Linked DNA regions of Mus musculus: region 2 is linked to region 1. The links are chromatin contacts, called in public HiChIP or PLAC-seq maps. All regions are on one chromosome and are shown on one strand. The core of a region is the stretch at or near the end of the contact, and the rest is flanking DNA. Distances in the headings are between cores, read along the strand shown. Region 1 holds the start of Psmc1 (protease (prosome, macropain) 26S subunit, ATPase 1). Region 2 has its middle 12 kb from the start of Gm40554.

Region 1 (4,437 bases), core at 22-2,521:
CAACTCACCCAGCAAGCTTGGAGCAGCCTGTATATATAGCAAGATAAAGATTCAGATAACCATAGCACACGTGGGTATTGATGAAGGTTTGTGTTGGCACCAGTCACCTTGTCCCTTTAACCTTCACCTTACAACACACAGTTTCTGTCTGCTGGACCATCAGGGGAAATAGCCCCACCTGGGCTAGGTAGAAATGATGGCAGGGTCTTCTGAAATTCATTGAATGATAGCAAAAGGTCTGATACAAGGTGTTGGGAACGGCTAAGGCCATCAACTGGGATTGTGTATAGTTCTCAGTGTGTCTGTGGAGTACTCAAAATAGCCAGGTCCTTCGGGCTGTTTGACTAACCAGTTCTTTTGTTCAAAGTAGCTGTTAATTAGGGAGTCAGATTTCCTATCCCTCAAACTCTTACTTAGGAATAGGAACACAAAGAGTACTTACATGGACAAGCTAAAGAATTTATCGTTAACATTAATAACACTAATTAATAACAATGTGTAACACCTGCCTGGGGCCCCAAGCCCCAGTTTGTGTCCCTCCTCAGTGATACTTGGACTCTCTCCACATTCAGTGTCCTGTCTTTTTTTTTTTTTTAATTTTTAATTACTTTGTTTATGTTTACATGTATGAGTTTGCACATCACGTGCTTACAGGTGCCCTGAATGGTTGTTAGTTGCCATGTGGGTCCCCTGCTCTTCACTGCTGAGCCCTCTCTCCAGCGCCTCAAGGGTAATTTTAACACAGTATTAGCCACCATCATCAGTCCCTTGTCATCAGAGGGAAGAAAAAAAAAAAAAGCACACATTTAGATCTCTTTCGGCAAAGAACTATTTTCAAGAGAGCTACAAAGTTCAGAAACTAAAGAAGATCATAAATGCTGTGTACACATCAACTTCTCAGTCCCAAGCGCCATTCCTGCCTGACATAAATACTTCTTCCCAATTATAATTTTGCATCCTTTTAAATTTCTAAAATTTTCATATTTTCCCCAAGTCTCCAACGTCCAAGATCATTGTCTTAAGTTACTGACAAAAGCCCAAGATCAGCTACTTAGAATTCCCTCGAGTAAACTATTTTAAGTGCCCACATGTTTAACCAATCCTTGTACCAAACCGCCGAAATAAGCCCTTCGTGCTCAACTTCGCCCGTGAGGAAGTTGGTCCCGATAGGCTTCCGTAGCCTGTTTTTTTTTTTTTTTTTTAAAGTTACTTCCGTTCTGTCCGGGTCGCTTTGGTGGATGCACTTCCGGCGGTGGCGATTTGGAGGACTGAAGGAAGATGGTGAGTGACTAAGGGTTTCGGCTGGTCGTCTCAAACATCCATGCGCCCCAAGGCGGGAGGACGAGGCGATGTGACGCTCGGGTTCATCGCGGGTCGGAGCGGATCTCACTCCCTGGCGGACGCGGGCAGGATGCACGGCGCCCAGGGAGAGACCGGGCTGTGAACCGCTCGAGTAGGCAGGCGCTGAAGGGCTGAAGCCGAGTGGGACAGCCCGGCCGACGCTGGGGACAGCGGCTGAGCCGCAGAGCCAGCGTAGTGTTTCTCCGCAGACGGCTCAGCGCTCTCCGGTTTGGTTGGTTGAGCCGGATTCAGATGTAGGCACGGAGGTTACCGGGCGAGCACGGTTGATGATGGCGCTTCCGTTCTAGAGCAGGGAGACAATAAATATGTCAGGGAACAGGACCGGGCCAGATCGTTACGTAGCTGTGTTGTAAGAAGGTGGCTGGTTTTGTTAGGGTATCAGCGAAGGACCCTTCGTGGATGTGAAATCTAAATCGAGGCCTAAATTAAGGTTGTAAGGGAGTAATCTGTACTGATAGCTGAGCGAAGCCCGGGCAGGGCAGAGGGTCAGGAAATGCAAAAGGAGGCAACCCTGAAGTCCGCCCGAATCATGAGCTGCCAGGCCAATGCATCTGAATGTAGGTGAAGGCCAGAGCACACAAAGGACCGGTGATGACTTTGAAAAGTATCCCAAGCCGGGCGGTGGTGGCGCACGACTTTAATCCCAGCACTCGAGAGGCAGAGGCAGGTGGATTTCTGAGTTCGAGGTCATCCTGGTCTACAGAGTGAGTCCCAGCACAGCCAAAGTTACACAGAGAAACCCTGTCTCGGAAAAGCAAACAAACAAACAAACAAACAAAAAGTATCCCGAACATGCGCCAGGCATTTCCCCAGAGTTGTTCTTACTTCTTAGAACAACCCCGAAGATTATTATTAATGTCCCCATTTTAATGAGGAAACAGAAATACAGCCAGTGACCATTGGTGGGGCACAAATCCTTTCTTTTCTAGAGCAGTTGAGAAACCCTCTGGGTTTGAGAGACAGCAGAACTTAGTGTGATTTCTGTCTAACAAGCTTTGTGACAATATACAGGGCCGTTAACCTCCCTGGACCTTGGTCCTTTTATCTGCCTGTGTATCAAGGGGGCTTTGAGAATCAAGCGGCTCAGGGGTAAAGAACACCTGCTGCACTTTGAGAGAACCCACGTTTGGTTCCCGGCACCCATGCATGCCAGCAGGCTCCAGAATGGTCTGTAACTCCAGCTCTGAGTAGGTCCGAGCCTTGCGTGTGGTCGAATGTGCTTTATGCTTGGCATCATTTCTGAGGTGGTTTTGTCCTGGTACTGAAGCCACCAGTGTTGTAGTGAGAGGTGCTTCCCTAGGGTGGTGAATCAGTGAGTCCACTGTTACTCCTGTTTCAAGCTCCACTGTTGGGCAGATGGGATGGCACTCGACATGAAGCCTGGCAGCTTGAGTTGACTCCAGGACCCACAAGGCAGAAGGAAAGAATCCCTGGAAGTCGCCCTCTGGCTTCCTCTCGAGTGCCCCGGCATGCGGGCACAGACCCACACGTACACTAAACCACATATCTTTGCACAGGAATTTAAAGGACCACCATTTAAGGCATCGCCCAGTGTTAAGCATTGTTTTAAAGTCAGAAATCCCGATGAGCTTTTCATGCGTTTTAAGATGACAGCTTTTCAGATCGGGAAGGAAGTCTTGTCTGGGTCCCAGGCTGTCAGGATAGGAGCTTGGTAGGTTGCTGCTGAAAGTCTTCTGGGTCCTGTGGATCTCTGGAGAGAGTAAATGACCATGCGTGGCGAGTCTCTTTTCACAGTCGGGGAGGTAACTGACATTAGAGGGTGGCAAGTCTGAACCTCCCGGTTGAGAGGGGTGCTCTCTGGCTGCCAGCTTTCTTACTGGCTCCTCATTGTCGCATGGCTCTTGGTTCTAAGAGGCAAGTAATGTCTACACAGTAAGTGCATACCTGGGAGCCCAGGTACTCATTTTCCACACATTACAGTGGGTGGGGGTGGGGGTGCTTGTGTTTTAGAGCCAAAGTACCAGTGAAGTGATAGTATTCTGAATTTATGTGTGTTTTGTCTTTTTTTATCTTTCAGGGTCAAAGCCAGAGTGGTGGCCATGGTCCTGGGGGTGGCAAGAAGGATGACAAGGTAAATACCAAGCAAGATCTGATCGGGCCATAGAAACTGCCTTAGGTCTCGGCGAGTTCTGTATGGTACCACAACCTTTAAGAAGCAAAGTGATGTAGTGATCTTGGTAACCTTGTATACAGATGCATAACCGGTTTCATTTTTAAAGAACGTATTGCCCTGAGTTAATGATTTTTAAACATGAACATTGTGGAAGTTTTAAAGTAGATCACCTATAAGTGTTTAACTTACTGAGGTGTGAGAAGTGCCTCACCTCACCAAACTTAACAAATAAATCAATTTTGACCTTGGTCTACTTACTGAAAAAATCTGAGTCGCTGCCATCTCTCTAAAGAGATTACACTTACTTGCTGCAGTTAGGTCTTACTAAGTGAGCAGGAGTATGAAGTCTGCTTTTCAAAAGGTGGTCATTTTACAGATTAGGAAGGGTGTGTGTGTGTGTGTGTGTATAACCATAATCAAAAAGGCCATCGTTGTGAGGTAGGGATGAGCGGGAAGAAGGAAATAATGTAACCATATTTTAATTTAGAACATTAATAAAAGGAGTAGTTATTGTAAATATCCTAAAAGATGAGAACATTTGTACCTCCTAGAAATAGGTGGTAGCAATACAAAAATAAATGTCCTTTTTCTGGTTTCCATTCTTTTTCCTACTCTTCTAAAAATTAAAGGACAAGAAAAAGAAATACGAACCTCCTGTCCCAACTAGAGTGGGGAAAAAGAAGAAGAAAACAAAGGGACCAGATGCTGCCAGCAAACTGCCACTGGGTAACGAACGCTCTGCTCTTCTGCTGTTCCCCCCACCCCCAGGAAAACGGCTCTGCATGTAGCATGGAGTACAAGGGGAGGCAGGGAGTACTGCGGAGACTGAATGAAGCTAGCTCTGGTTATATATAACCCCTTTCCACTTGCTAACTCCGGTGGAGCCCTCTTCTGGGTTGGCATAGAAGTTACATGAGTTTGTCTCATGCTAACCATGAGCC
Region 2 (4,510 bases), core at 270-2,769, 1.1 Mb before region 1:
ATTGAAACATTTGAGGGTTAACTAAACAAATATTTACATGGTAATTTTCATATGCCAAGCCCTGTAAGTGCTCACTCCATAAAGAATGAATCTTTCAACCTTTACAGCAAACCTGAGAATTACTATCATCGTCTTTTTAGTGTGAGCCTGTATGCATGTGTGCTTACACGTGAGCGTTGTGTGTGTATGTGATGTATGCATATGAATGTGTGGGTGTGTTCATGTGGAGGCCAGAGCAGAATGGAGGATGTTTTCCTATATTGTTCTTCACCTTATCTTGGTCTCTTAAGCTCACCGACTCAGACTGGTGGGCCAGCCAGTTCTGGAGTTCCACGGGTCTTCCTGTCTCCAGCACTGAGACACTAAGATTACATGCCCGCATCACCAGGCCCGGCTCTTTATGGAGGTGCTGGCATCTGAACCCAGGTACTCCTGCTTGCATTGCAAGGACCTTACTGACCAAGCCATCTCCCCATCCCCCACAGGGCACATTTGTTCATCCATTTATCCCTAATGTTTACGTACCCGACAAAGGTAAGGCCTCACTCTAGATGATTCATAGAGCATCTTATGTGCTGTCTGTTTTGATTCAAATCTCACATGGTCCTCCAGGGTACTTGTGGGCAGCTGTTCCTGTGTCAATTAACTTAAGATAAAGCCCCAAACACACGCCCAACACACACACAAACACACAAGCAAGCACACATATGCACACATGTATGTATGCACACACACGCTTAAAATCATAAGAGGAAGATAACAAAAATAATGATTTTTGCCTAACCTTGTTTATTATGGGAAAACTTTAAAGGTTTCCTTTAAACACAGTGGGGCCCAAATACAGCTGTTTGTAAGCCAAAGTTGATATTGTCTGTTCCTGCCTTAGCCTCTTAGCTTGACATGGAGAAGCAAACTGACTTACCAGAGAAGCTTGGCCAGGGTAGGGCTAGGGAGGGAGAGATGGGAATGGGAATAGGGCTAGAGATGTCTTTGCCATTTCACCAACATCTCAATCCTTGGATACAGGGGTGTGGCTTCATCTGGACGCTTAGAGGGCAGGGGTCATAGCTATTTGCCTTATTTCATCTTTGGCAGAAACATTCTTTGGTTTTGACTCATGGCAAGGCCCATTTTCATACAATCCCACCATGGCGGATGGTCTCAGAAAGGACACCATCTCTAGACTGACCCTTTTGGTTCAGAAGCCCAAAGCAATCACTTTGAAAGGGCCATCTTTGATGTACAAAGGCTGCGAAATTTAGGCCAATGCCGAACATTCCAAATGCCTCAGAAGCAGATAGATCGTCCTATGCCGGCCAAAGGAAGCCTAGGACAATGCAAAAATCCAAGGGAAGGGACATCGTAGTGCAGTCAGGGATCAAAGGCTTGAGTGAAGTCCGAGCCTCTTCAGAGCCGCCTTGGCCCTCCGCCCACGGTTTCAGCCCTGCACGGTTCTTTTTTGTCATGGAAATGAAGTTCCTTGAAAGCAGCAGATGAATTAATGAGCTGAAGATCCCAGGTTCCAAGTGGCATCTGTTCTTTAGCTCTGGGACCATCACCCCCTCTATGAGATCGCTGGGGCTGCTCTACAGCTTTCATTAGACTTCTAATTTAACACTCAGAGACGGACAGTGGGGGGAGTTCGTAATGGGCACGATGTGTGGCTCTCCTCAAGCAAACAAAAGTAACGCCAGGTCAGGCAGGAGAGGCGCGGCTGCTACCGAGAGATTTAAATAAAAAGCAGGGGCTGGGGCGGGGAGGGGAGGGCAGGGGGTGGGAGATACTTTGAGAAAGGGCACTTTATTTTTAGAAAAGAAAAGGAATTAGGAGATAATGGTTGCCACAGCAACAGAGCACTGCCTATATTCCATAGGCCCGGCTTTAACAGAACGGATTCCCTGGGGACTTTCGGAGAAAATATAGATGGAAATAAAAAGGCTGTCCAGGAACAATGTCGCACATTAGTCCAGCTGCCGTTTCACTGCCATTTTCCAAGCTCTTGCACCAAGGCCCTGCCTTCATTTAAAAACCCATCTCCGCATTTGGCGGGAAAAAAAAAAAAAGCTAAATGAGAATTTTATTTTGGCTTCCTTCCGCCATTCCTAATTGCGCTTTAAAAATTGAACATAGTCAATAAACAGTCACTTCATAATAATAATAATAATAATAATAATAATAATAATAAATAATAATAATATTAAGCAGAGAGGAACCTGGGGATTCTCTGTTGGAGAAGGGAGAGATGCTGAAGGTGACATTGACAGGATTTTGAATTGACCTAGAGGGACCCATGAACTGGTCGTTAATGGCTGGAGAATAGAATAGTCAAATTTTTGTGTTCTCTTGGAAGTTTAACTCTGATGGCTTTTTTCCCCCCCTTCTCTTTCTCGTGTGCATTTGTGTATGTGATGAGTGTGTTCATATGTGGGCATGTGTAGAGGCTTGGGGTGGACATGAGGCTGTCTTCTTCAATCACATCTCCTTATTGGTTTGATTGTTTGTTTACTTAAAGCAGTGTCTTTCACAGAATCCAGAGCTCAGCTCTTTGGCTAGACGAGCTGGCCCAGAAAACCTTCAGCTGTGCCTACCTCTGTCCTCTAGTACTGGCACTGCAAAGATGTGCCTCTGTGCCGTGCTTTTACAAGGGTGCTTGGGATCCAAGCTCAGGTCTTCGCACATGCACTGTGTACTGGCTAGTTTTGTGTCAACTTGACACACCTGGAGTTCTCACAGAGAAAGGAGCTTCAGTTGAGGAAATGCCTCCATGAGATCCAACTGTAAGGCATTTTCTCAATTAGTGATCAAGGGGGAAAGGCCCCTTCTGGGTGGGACCATCTCTGGGCTGGTAGTCTTGTGTTCTATAAGAGAGCAGGCTGAGCAAGACTGGTAAACAAGCCAATAAGGAACATCCCTCCATGGCCTCTGCATCAGCTCCTGCTTCCTGACCTGCTTGAGTTCCAGTCCTGACTTCCTTGGTGATGAACAGCAGTATGGAAGTGTAAGACAAATAAACCCTTTCCTCCCCAACTTGCTTCTTGGTCATGATGTTCGTGCAGGAATAGAAACCCTGACTAAGACACACAGCATCCACTTCACCCACTGAGCCATCTCACCAGCCCCATAAATGTTTTATTTTTTGAAGACTCAGATATTTTATTATAGTAATCGGAAGCAAACACCCCACATGTTAAGATGATTCTACAGAGAGAGGGGGCAGGGTATTTTAAGAAGCTATTTTATGAAATTGTGGTGTTCTACTTCCAAAATCTGCCGGAGTGCTAGCAGAGAGCAAATCTGCTAGGGAGTTCCATAGATGTGACAGTACTTGGTTGTGATGTGTGATGCTTTACTAATCACCAGGTGGGTTCAAATGATCGGATTGGTAGGAGTTTCTCCTCTCATTGACATTTTGACTTTATATCCTTGAGGAAAGATAATATCCTATCTGAGTCCTTAAAGAATTCAATCTCTGAGTCCCCAAAGCATTAAAAAAGTTCATTTAGGGCTGGAAATGTGGTTGAGAGGGTAAAGCTCTTGGCTATGCAAGTGTGAGGACCTGAGTTTAGATCCCAAGCAGCCCTGTAACTAAGAGACCCATGCTTCAGTTTAGAGGACCCAATGGCTGTGCCTCTTACCCAACACCTCTAAGCTTTCAGAGGCCCTCTTCCATAGAAAAACCCAAGGCAGGCCAAGCATCTGTTGGTGCCTTGTCTGTCACCTGATGAACATCTGACCAAGGCACTGCTCCCGTGGGGATGAGCTTTTGCCAACTAGGTTTTTTTTTTTTTGTCCCTGATTAATGGGGCAAAGAAAATGGGTTTTATAAGCATGGGGAGCTAACCACAGGCAAGGCTGTTCTGGGGATGCAAGGCTTCAGGGAAAATATTTTCATTTCATGAACTTTTGGGGTACCCATAACACTCTGAGAGCCCTCTGCAGGCCAATGAAGAAGACAGTTCCAGATGGTTAGTCTATAACTATCATCATGGGGGACATGATAGTAGTCAGACAGGCGTGGCGCTGGAGCAGTGGCCAAGAACTCATATCCTGATCCAAAAGTTGGAGGCAGAGAAAGAGGAGAAGAGAGAGAGAGAGAGAGAGAGAGAGAGAGAGAGAGAGAGAGAGAACAAACTGGGAAAAGGCACGAGCTTTTAAAACTTCCAAGCCTCCTCCAACATGACCACACCCCCTCATCCTTCCCAAGCAGTTCCACCAACTGGGTACCAAACATTTCTGTGTAAGAACCTATGGGGGCATTCTCACTCACCCTGCCACAGATAGTCTCCTGTTTGCAGAAAGAGACTGCAAAGGGCAGGTTTTAGGACAACCGTGGCAATTTGATGGTTTCCCCTTCACTCCTCTACCATGTTGTGTTAAGATTCTACCTGTAGTATCATAATCTGCTGGTGGTGATCTACCCCTAAGGCAGCTTCCTCTTCATTGGATAGTCCCCCTTCATTAGCTATGTTGGTGGGGTTCTTTTCCTCCAGCCCCACAGCTTTACTGAAGC

What was found. HiChIP or PLAC-seq counts read pairs in DNA pulled down with a chosen protein or histone mark.
Region 2: an H3K27ac HiChIP or PLAC-seq map of differentiating embryonic stem cells shows a contact between it and region 1, with 6 times the contacts expected there. The contact joins the enhancer-like site here to the promoter of Psmc1 in region 1. A contact is called at or near these places in 4 of 39 promoter capture datasets (cranial neural crest, frontonasal cranial neural crest, hippocampal neurons and 1 more) and 5 of 115 datasets of contacts at active chromatin or transcription factors (T-cell acute lymphoblastic leukemia, VIP interneurons, astrocytes and 2 more).

Annotation. Positions count from the first base shown.
Region 1 is chr12:100,108,931-100,113,367 of GRCm38.p6, forward strand. Psmc1 (protease (prosome, macropain) 26S subunit, ATPase 1) reads left to right here and starts at 1,272. Exons shown (of 11, transcript NM_008947.3): 1 at 1,272-1,281; 2 at 3,401-3,454; 3 at 4,126-4,222. The coding sequence starts at 1,279.
Region 2 is chr12:99,009,867-99,014,376 of GRCm38.p6, forward strand. No RefSeq gene overlaps it. Among named protein-coding and RNA genes, the nearest start is that of Gm40554, 12 kb to the right of the region's middle. Within about 2 kb of position 1,520, at least 46 of the 459 cell types and tissues checked have an H3K27ac peak or open chromatin away from gene starts, as enhancers often do. A contact at or near this core is called in VIP interneurons, differentiating embryonic stem cells and hippocampal neurons, where this site is marked.